Regions from separate parts of the Ovis aries genome. Here region 2 is linked to region 1. A link is a contact called in public Hi-C data. All regions are on one chromosome and are shown on one strand. Each heading gives the region's core, a stretch centred on a gene start, on an enhancer-like site or on the middle of the called end of the contact. The rest is flanking DNA. Distances are from core to core; before and after follow the strand shown.

Region 1 (4,658 bases), core at 1,893-4,392:
CAGCCCGGGGGGCGCGGCAGGTGGACAGACAGACGGATGGACGGACAGACGGGGCCAGGGAGGGCGGGGAGGGCCGGGGGAGGCCCCAGCCGCGATGGTGAGCCCCCGACACGGACCCACAGACACGAGCTTGTGTGCGGCGAAGGCCCCGCAAGGTCGGTTCTACGGGTGGGTGCCAGGACCCAGGAATCCGGGCCCCCGGCCCCCTCCTCCCCAAGGAACCCAGGAGTCAGTCTCTCGGCCCCTTCCTCCCCAAAGGTCCCCGGAATCCAGGTCCCCTAGCCCCCACTGCTCCCTGAGATTCAAAAGTCCGAGTCCTCAAGCCCCTCTTCTCCCCAGGGGACCCAGGAGGCCAGGCCCCCGGCCCCTCCCTCAGTCCCGGGAATCCAGCCAGGCCTGTCTCCTTCGGAGAAGACGCAGCCCGGCTTCCTGGATCCCGGGTCCGAGGGAACTTCACCAGTTTCAGAGTTTGGACACTTGGGCCAGCTCCCTCCCTGACCCTACCTGTCAGATAATCTGAAATCCAGAAGCAGGGCGGAGGCCGCCCAGGGGCTATAAACCCGTGAAAGCCTGTCTGGGTATCTGCTCCTCTCTCACCCCTGCTTTCGGCCTCTCATCAAGTACCACACTGACATCCGCGGATGCCGCCCCAGGCCTGTGTCATCTCTCCGGCTGAGCGCGAGGTGCCATCGGCACCCCCATTTCGCAGGTGGTAAGGCTGAGCCCCAGCCAGCCGTAGGCTGGGGTGGGGAGGGTGGCGGGGGCAGGAGTGGGAGGGGCCAGGCCTTCCAGGCTAGAGGGCCCAGCACCCGCCCTCCCCAGCCCGGGGCTGAGTCTGTGCACCTGAGAACCTCCGCCTCGGTCCAGGGCTCCAGCGGTCTCGCTCCCGCCGTCTCCCGCTCCAGCTCCATCTTCCCGGTCCTCTCTCCCGGTCCGGCCTGCTCGCCCTCGGCCTCACCTGGTCCCCATCTCCTGCAGGCTCCGTGTGCTCCTCCCCGGCTCTGCGCTGCCCAGCCGCGCCTCCCCCCGCGCGCGGCCGTCCCCGGCTCGCAGGGGCCTTTCTCAGGCCGTGTCTCTCCGCCCTCCCCCGCCTTGCTCTCTCTCCTCTCCTCCTTTCTGCTTCTTTCCCTTTCCCTCCGGCCTTGCCCCCTCCCCTGCTCCGCCCCCCTCCCTCTGTCTTTGTCCCTTTCCTCCCTTCTCTCCCTCGATTTCCCCGTCTCACTCTCCCCCCCCCCCCCCCCCCCCCCCCACAACCCTCTTCCCCCTGCCTGCCTCCCTCCCTCGTCTCTCCATCTCCCGGCCTCCTTCTCCCCCTCCGTCTCCCTCCTTGCCTCTCTCTCTCTCTTTCTCCTTCTCTCCCTCCCGGGTCTCTCGCCTCCCTCCACCCCCCCTTCTCCTTCCTTCTCTCCCTCCCCCTCGCCGCAGCTCGGAGCCAGGTCTGGAGCTGGGGGTGGGGTGGGGGTGGTTCGCGCAGGGGCCCAGGGCCGGGGTAGCGACCTGCTGGGGAGGCGGGGAGGCGCGGAGGGGCGGGGGAGGCCGGGGGGAAGGGCGGAGGGGGGAGCCCAGGGACGGGTCCGCGGACCCCGCTCGCATCCCGCTTCCCTCCTTCCCGGCCTCCCCGACCCTCCGGCAGGGGCGCGAGCCGGGCCAAGGTGGGGAGGAAGGGGAAGGGAGGAGGCGGCCCCCGCCCCCCCGACCCCCCCAACCTGGCCCGAAGCCCAGGCCCGGGCTCCCAGCATGCCCCGGGGCTGCCGGGGGCCTGGGGAGGGGGTGCGAGCCGAGGGAAGCCGAGCGTCCTCAGGGTTCGCGGGGCCGCAGCATCGCCCTGCGGCTCCGGCACGTCTCTCCTAGGGAAACTGAGGCCCGCAGAGAGCGGAGGGCGGGGGGCGGGGGTCAGGACCCGATCGAGGTCACCGCACCGGGCCTCGGCGGAAACGCGGACTCCCCGGGCCCGCAGGCCCGACCCGGGGAAAGGGTTGGCGCAGGACTTCGCCCAGGTCTGGGCCCCCCTCCCCCTCCCCGCAGACCCTGGGGAGCCCCCAAGGGTCAGAGAGCAGACCCAAACAGTCTGGCACCATGGCAACCAGTGGCCCCGCCCCCTTAACCCCCAGAGGGCTGGACTCCAGCTGGGGCCAAAGAGGAGGAGGTGGGGACACCTGGGTTAGGGGGAGAAAGGGTCTGGGGGCCCGAACTCTGGGATTTCATGGAGAATCAGGGGGCTGGAATGTGGACCCGCCCCCCCCCCTTCCTCCCTTCCAAGGGCTGAGGGAAGAAGAGGCTGGAGGCTCCAGGGTCCAGGGCTAAAAAATGGGGGCTGGGGTTCGGACGCTGGAATTCTGCGGGAGGGGCCGGGTCGCGGACGCCCAGGTCTGAGGGAGGAGGGGGCCGGGGACTGGAATCCCGGTCCCCGAGGGAGCCTGGACGCTGGGCCTCTCCTGCGCCAGACATCCCCTGCCCCCGCCGCTGACCCTGGCCTGTCTGGCAGCCCAGACAACCTCCCCCTCCTCGGCAGCCCCCTCCCACTGGCTCGGCTCACCCTTGACCCCTCAGAGCCCCGCAGCCCCTTCCCTGCCCCTCCCCCGCCCCTCCAGCCAGACGTTAACCCTTCCGCGGCCAGAGGCACCTCCAGAGCCAGCCTCTCCCTTGAGCTCCCCTGAGGGCGCGGGAGGGCACCCCTCCCGAGTCTCCTCCGGCTCCGAGCCTCTCTAGCTATCCCAGCCCCATCTCTCCCCTCCCAGTGGAATCTAGGAGGTGCTCCTGGCCCACTCCTCCTCCTGAACCCCGGAATCCAGGCCCCCCAGTTCCCACCTACAAGGATTCGGGACTCTGGGTCCCCAGCCCCCGCCTCCTCCTCCAGGAACCCAGAAATCCAAGGACCCTGGAGTCCGGGCCCCGGGTCCCACGCCCCTGCCTCTCCGTAGACTCACGGCTCCACCGCTCCCGCGTCGGGGGAAGGGTCTCGGCGGGCAACCCCCCGGGGCCGGGCCGAGCCGGGCCCCGCTGCCGCCGCCGCCACCGCCGCCAGCTCTCCATCCTCTCCCCGCCTCCGCCGCCCGACGGCCTCTCCCCTTCCTCCCGGCGTCCCAGCCATCCTCCTTCCCTCCTCCCCGACTCCCTCCGGCCTGGGCCTCCTCCCGGTTCTGCGGGCCCGGCTCCCCCGCCCGGGACCCCGGCGGATCAGCCCCCTCCCCAGGGGGGCCCCCGCCCCGGCCCCTCCCCACCGCCCGGCCCAGTCCGGCCTGGCTTCCACCACCGCCACCGCCCCCCCCCCCCCGCCCCGCCCCTGCCCCGGAGCTGGCCCCGGTCCAGGGGAAAAAATTCCATCCAGCCCCGGGGAGGAGGGAGCGGGGCGGGGGAGGGAGCGGGGCGGAGAGGCCGGGCCGGGGAGCGTGACGCAGGGAGGAGGGAAGGGACAAAAGGGGCCGGGAGGCGGTAGGGTGAGCCGGCGGCGCTCCCGCTCCTCCCTCCCTCCTCCCTCGGCCGGGGCCGGTTCTCTACTCTCTGCTTTCTTTCGTCCCCTCCACCTCTCCTCCCTTTCCTTCACTCTGCCTGCCTCCTCCTGGCCCTGTGCTCCCCCCCCCCCCCCCCCCGCCCCCGTGTCTCCGTCTCCGCGTCTCTCTTTCTCCTTACATCACGCCCCCCGCGCCCCTCCATCAGGGTCTTCTCCTCTCCTCGCTCTGTCTCCCCCTTTCTGCTCTCCCAGCCTCCTTCCCCTCCCTCCGCTTCGGTTTCTCCACCCACCCACCCACTGGGGGACGGAAAGGTGAATCAGACCCAGATCTGCCCTTGCAGTCCGAGCTCACAAGTCTGATGGAGGAGACAGACCCAGACGCAGACAGTTCCAATCCTGGGCGATCGGGGTATGACGAAGGGAGGATCCAGCGGCTTGTGGGAGCCCCGGGGTATGGGGCAGGAATCCTTTCAGCTGGCGATAGCCGAAAGGGCCTCCAGACAAGGCGGTGGTTGTGACCTCCAAGAACTAGGAGAAGTTAGATCTGAATTGTGTGTGTGAGAGAGAGAGAGAGACAGAGAGAGAGAGAGAGGCGTCCGTACGGGCATTGCAGGCGGAGGGCACAGCTGAAGCAGAGGCCCAGAGGAAACCAGGGGGGCGATTCTGGGAGAAGGGCGGGCGGTCAAGTCTGATGGGAACTCAGGAGCCTGCAAGAGGAGGCTGAGGTGGTGGGCGGGGCCAGGTGCCCAGCGCTTGGCTGGCCGGGGCGGGGAACTTTCCCATGTGGGTGTCTGGGAGCAAAGGGAGGGGCAGGGTCAGATTTGGGGTGTCAAAGTGATCCCTCTGGGGCCTGTGGGGGATGAGTTGGGGGGAAGAGACTGCTGGAGGATGGGGAGATGGTTGCCTGATCCGAGGCGGGGACCCTGGGGACCCAGAGGAGGGGGTGGGACAGAGAATGTGAGGAGGGTGATGAGGATGGAAGAGGTCAGGAAGATAAAACAACCAGGAGTGTGGCCCTGAGACTGCGGGGGCCAGGAGTTGTTCTGGATGGGGAACCAGAGGGAGAAGGGGGTGCAGAAGAGGGCAGGCACTGTGTGCCGATTGGGACCTAGTGGACATTAGGGCCCAGAGGACATATTGAGGACACACTGAGGGAGTGGTGAGTGTAGGGTCCTGGGGTTCCAACAGTGAAAAATGCCGTCTCCTC
Region 2 (4,563 bases), core at 1,526-4,025, 41 kb before region 1:
GTGTGTGTGTGTGTGTGTGTGTGTGTGTGTGTGTGTGTGTGTGTGTAGGATGTCTGGAAGGGGGCAGTGGGAACATTCTGCTTCTCTGGGTGCTGGTTCTTCAGATGTGTTGAAATTGTGAATATTGAATCAGTTCAGTTCAGTTCAGTTCAGTCGCTCAGTCGTGTCCAGCTCTTTGTGACACCATGAACAGCAGCACACCAGGCCTCCCTGTTCATCACCAACTCCCGGAGTCCACCCAAACCCATGTCCATTGAGTCGGTGATGCCGTCCAACCATCTCATCCTCTGTCGTCCCTTTCTCCTCCTGCCCTCAATCTTCCCTGCATCAGGATCTTTTCCAATAAGTCAGCTCTTCACATGAGGTGGCGAAAGTATTGGAGTTTCAGCTTTAGCATCAGTCCTTCCAATGAACACCCAGGACTGATCTGCTTTAGGATGGACTGATTGGATCTCCTTGCGGTCCAAGGGACCCTCAAGAATATTGGATAAGTGGAACATTTATGACGTGCTCAATGGCCTGTGTGTATATTACATTTCAGTGAAAATTTTACTGAGAGAGGAAAAAGGAGGGAGGGGGAGAGAGGTGAGAGACGAGAGAGAAGCGAAGGAGTGAGGGAGAGGAGATGGAGGAAAGGAAAAGGGAGAGAGAGAAAAGAGAGGGAGGGACAGAGGGATGGAGGAGGGAGGAAGGGGTGGAAGAAGCTATTTCCTGGAACAGCGAATGGAAAGGGCAGTGAGTTTTAGCATCTGCCACAGCTGAACGCATGACACAGAATGAGTGGATACAGGCATTCAGTAGAGTCTGTGAAAACACTGTCATATCCTTCCCCACCCCTGCCCCATCCACACACCTGGAGGCTGGGAGAAACACCAGCACCGCAGACAGAAATAGCTGAGTTCCGAGCACAATCACCAGTGACCTGGGGCAGCTGGACAGTGCCCGAGGCAGAGAGACCACTGTGGACAAGGGTCCTCTGTTGTCAAGACTATTTCCAGCGGCAGGAGCTGGACTCCATCTCCCAAGCCTCAAAGTAGCCAGGGCACATGACTCCTGGGACTCTGACATGACTGCCACCCGTGTCTTTCTCCCTCCCACCCGCCCACTCATATATCAGAGGGGGCAACACCAGCCGTGTGTTGAGATGGCTCGTGATGGCTTCCAGACAGCCGTTAACGTGTCAGGAATTTTATGAGCCACTATTAGAAATCAATCTTGTAGAGACATCTCTGGTGATCCCTTGGGTAAGACTCCTTGCTCCCAATGCCAGGGGCCTGGGGTTCAACCCCAGTTCAGGGAACTAGATCTCACATGCAGCAACTAAAGATCCTGCACGCAAGCCTCCAGGAAGATCAGAGATCCTGGGTGCTGCAACTAAGACCCAGTGCAGCCAATAAATAATTTTTAAAAATTAAATAAATATTTTCTAAAAAAGAAATCAGTCCTATAAAATTACAGTGAATAAGTGATCGTCAAAACAAAGGTAACAAATTCTCAGATTCAGCCTTTCCTAATTACTGTCTTAAATTTCGATGGACCCTTGAAGTTTCAACATCCATATTCCTTGTTTCACGTTTGCCTCTTATTAACATAAACAAAGATACCAACAGACACTCACATCATCAGTTGTAAGAAGTAGCAAGTTGTCCAGAAACCACCATGGTATGGAATTTACAGTAGAGTATTGTGTGTTGAAGTCTGATTTGTAAGCTGTCTGCTTTGTTGTTGTCGTTGTTTAGTTGCTAAGTCATGTCCAACTCTTCTTCGACCCCAAGGACTATTCGCTCACCAGGCTCCTCTGTCCATGGGATTCTCCAGGCAAGAATACTGGAGTGGGTTGCCATGCCCTCCTCCAAGGGATCGTCCCAGCCCAGGGATCGAACCTGAGTCTCCTGCACTGGCAGGTGGATTCGTTACCACTGAGCCACCAGAGAAGCCCCAAAGTATCTGCTACGTATCATTTATAATCAGTAAAATTTATCGTAAACATACATATTTATATACAGACCTACTTTTTTCCCTTGAGAGCTGGCTGTTAATGTTTACCAGCATACCACAGTCCAGACAGCACCTGTGCTTGGGATTCTGGAAGAGCGCGTTCAAACTCTGGCTCTGTTAGTACTCGTATGACCCTAGAGACCTCATCCCCCCTTTTTTGAACTTCAGTTTTTCTCTTCTTTAATATGGAAGCTATTATAACTGAGGTCGATGTTTTGCTGGAGCTAATGTCATATATGGATGTGAGAGTTAGACCATAAAGAAGGCCAAGTGCTGAAGAATTGATGCTTTCGAACGGTGGTACTGGAGATGACTGTTGAGATTCCCTTGGACTGCAAGGAGATCAAACCAGTCAATTCTAAAGAAAATCAGCCCTGTATAGTCATCAGAAGGACTGATGCTGAAGCTGAAGCTCCAATACTTCGGCCACCTGATGTAAAGAGCTGACTCATTGGAAAAGACCCTGATGTTGGGAAAGATTCAGGGCAGGAGGCGAAGGGATGAGATACTTGGATGGCATCATCGACTCAGTAGACATGAATTTGAGCAAACTCAGGGAGATGGTGAAGGATGGGAAAGCCTGATGTGCTGCAGTCCGTGGGGTCACAAAAAGTCACGAGCAACTGAACAACAACAACAACGTTGAATACGAAGTGGGTATGTATGTATCCCATGCGGACTTGGCATGTATCGCGGCACCCTCCACGGTATGGCTATTTCGACTTGCTGGAGACAAGCCTGCTCTCCTTGCCTTTTCAACCCTCTGAGGTCCAGACCACAATGACGTGGCCCTTCCCCCTCCTCCCCACAACCTTCCTTCCTCCAGCCCCACCCTTCAGCAGTCAACACAGGGACAAATCCTTCAGCAGAATTTACTGTGACTCCTCGGACCTGGGGAGGGAGGCAAGGGAAAACCTTCCTTGTAACCCATTCTGGTCCCTGCTGCCTGAGAAGAGGAGGGTCCCCGTGAGCTTCTCCAGGGCAAAGACTGGTTCCTGGTTTACTGCAGGCCAGGCATCAGGCTGATGTATTGGTCTGCTAGGACTGTTGTAACTCATGACCACAAGCTGGGTGGGTTCAAACCACAGAAATGTGTTCTCTCACAGCTCTGGGGCCTAGAAGTCTGAAATCAAGGTGTGTGTGTGGAGTGGGGAGGGGTTCTTTCTGATGGTTCTCAGGGAGATCCGTTCAAGACTTCCTCCTCCTTTCTAGTGGTTCCCAGCAATCCTTGATGTGATAAATTAAATTGTAACCCCTGCTCCTCCAAATTCTTAAGTTGAAGTTCTAACCCTCCAGCACCTCTGAATGCGACCTTATTTGGATATGAGGTTGTTGCCTATATAGTCATTTCAGTTAAGATGAGGTCATCGTGAAGTCTGGTCAGCCCTTAGTATGACCAGATGTCCTTAGGAAAAAGGGAACCAGCACACAGATGCACACACAGTGTGAACGTCATGTGAAGATGAGATTCAGGTGATGCTTCTACAAAAGGAGAGAGACAGAGGTTGCCAGCAAACCACCAAAAACTCAAGAAGGCCCCAAAAGACTCAGAGCCTTCAGAGTCACAGTTCAGTCGCTCAGTCATGTCTGACTCTGCGACCCCATGGACCCAGCATGACAGGCTTCCCTGTCCATCACCAACTCCCGGAGTTTGCTCAGATTCATGTCCATCCAGTTGGATGGTGATGCCATCCAACTGTCTCATTCTCTGGCGCCCTGTACTCCTGCCTTCAGTATTTCCCAGCATCAGGGTCTTTTCCAATGAGTCAGTTTTTCACATCAGAGGTGGCCAAAGTATTGGAGTTTCAGCTTCAGCATCAGCCCTTCCAGTGAATATTCAGGACTGATTTCCTTTAGGATGGACTGGTTGAATCTCCTTGCAGTCCAAGGGACTCTCAAGAGTCTTCTCCAACACCACAGTTCACAGTTCAGTCGCAACCTGTCCAAAACCTTGACCTCAGCCTTCCACCTCAAGACCTATGGGGCAGCAACTTTCTCTTGATTTTAGCCAAAAGTTTGCGGTAAGCTATACAGAAGTCCTGGAAAATGAATACACTTGGCTGACAGACACATCCCTCCAATCTCTACCTTTGTCTTCACATCACCTTCTCCTTTCCGTCTCCTATTTACTAATCTCCCTCAGCCTTACTCTTTTTTTTTTTTTTTAATTTGGTCACTCATTGTTTTTAAAAATTTATTACTGGAATATAGTTGCTTTACAATGTTTTGTCAGTTTCTGGTCTACAGCAACGTGAATCAGCTGTATGAATGCATATATCCCCTCCCTCTTGAGCCCGCCTCCACCACCGCCCCCATCCCACCCCTCTAAGGCATCACAGAGCCCCAGGCAGAGCTCCCTGGGTTGTACAGCAGCTTCCCTCTCGCTCCCTGCTTTAAACATGGTAGTGCATATATGTTGATACCACTCTCTCAACTCATCCCACCCTCTCCTTCCCTGCTGTGTCCGCTTGTCTGTTCCCTACCTCGGCGTCTCATTTCCTGCCCTGCATAAGGTCCATATGTATTTCTAGAGCCCATATATTACACATTAATATACGATAATTC

The links. Hi-C and Micro-C count contacts between places; a contact is called where the count stands out from the background.
Region 2: a Hi-C map of blood shows a contact between it and region 1, with 1.9 times the contacts expected there. The contact joins the enhancer-like site here to the promoter of SPACA6 in region 1. A contact is called at or near these places in 4 of 16 Hi-C or Micro-C datasets (blood and tail adipose tissue).

The regions. Positions count from the first base shown.
Region 1 is chr14:57,765,334-57,769,991 of ARS-UI_Ramb_v3.0, reverse strand. SPACA6 (sperm acrosome associated 6) reads right to left here and starts at 3,142. Exons shown (of 10, transcript XM_015100074.4): 1 at 1-3,142.
Region 2 is chr14:57,805,758-57,810,320 of ARS-UI_Ramb_v3.0, reverse strand. LOC101103089 (zinc finger protein 84) reads left to right here. Exons shown (of 6, transcript XM_060398824.1): 6 at 1-4,563. Among named protein-coding and RNA genes, the nearest start is that of HAS1, 14 kb to the right of the region's middle. Within about 2 kb of position 2,775, at least 2 of the 54 cell types and tissues checked have an H3K27ac peak or open chromatin away from gene starts, as enhancers often do.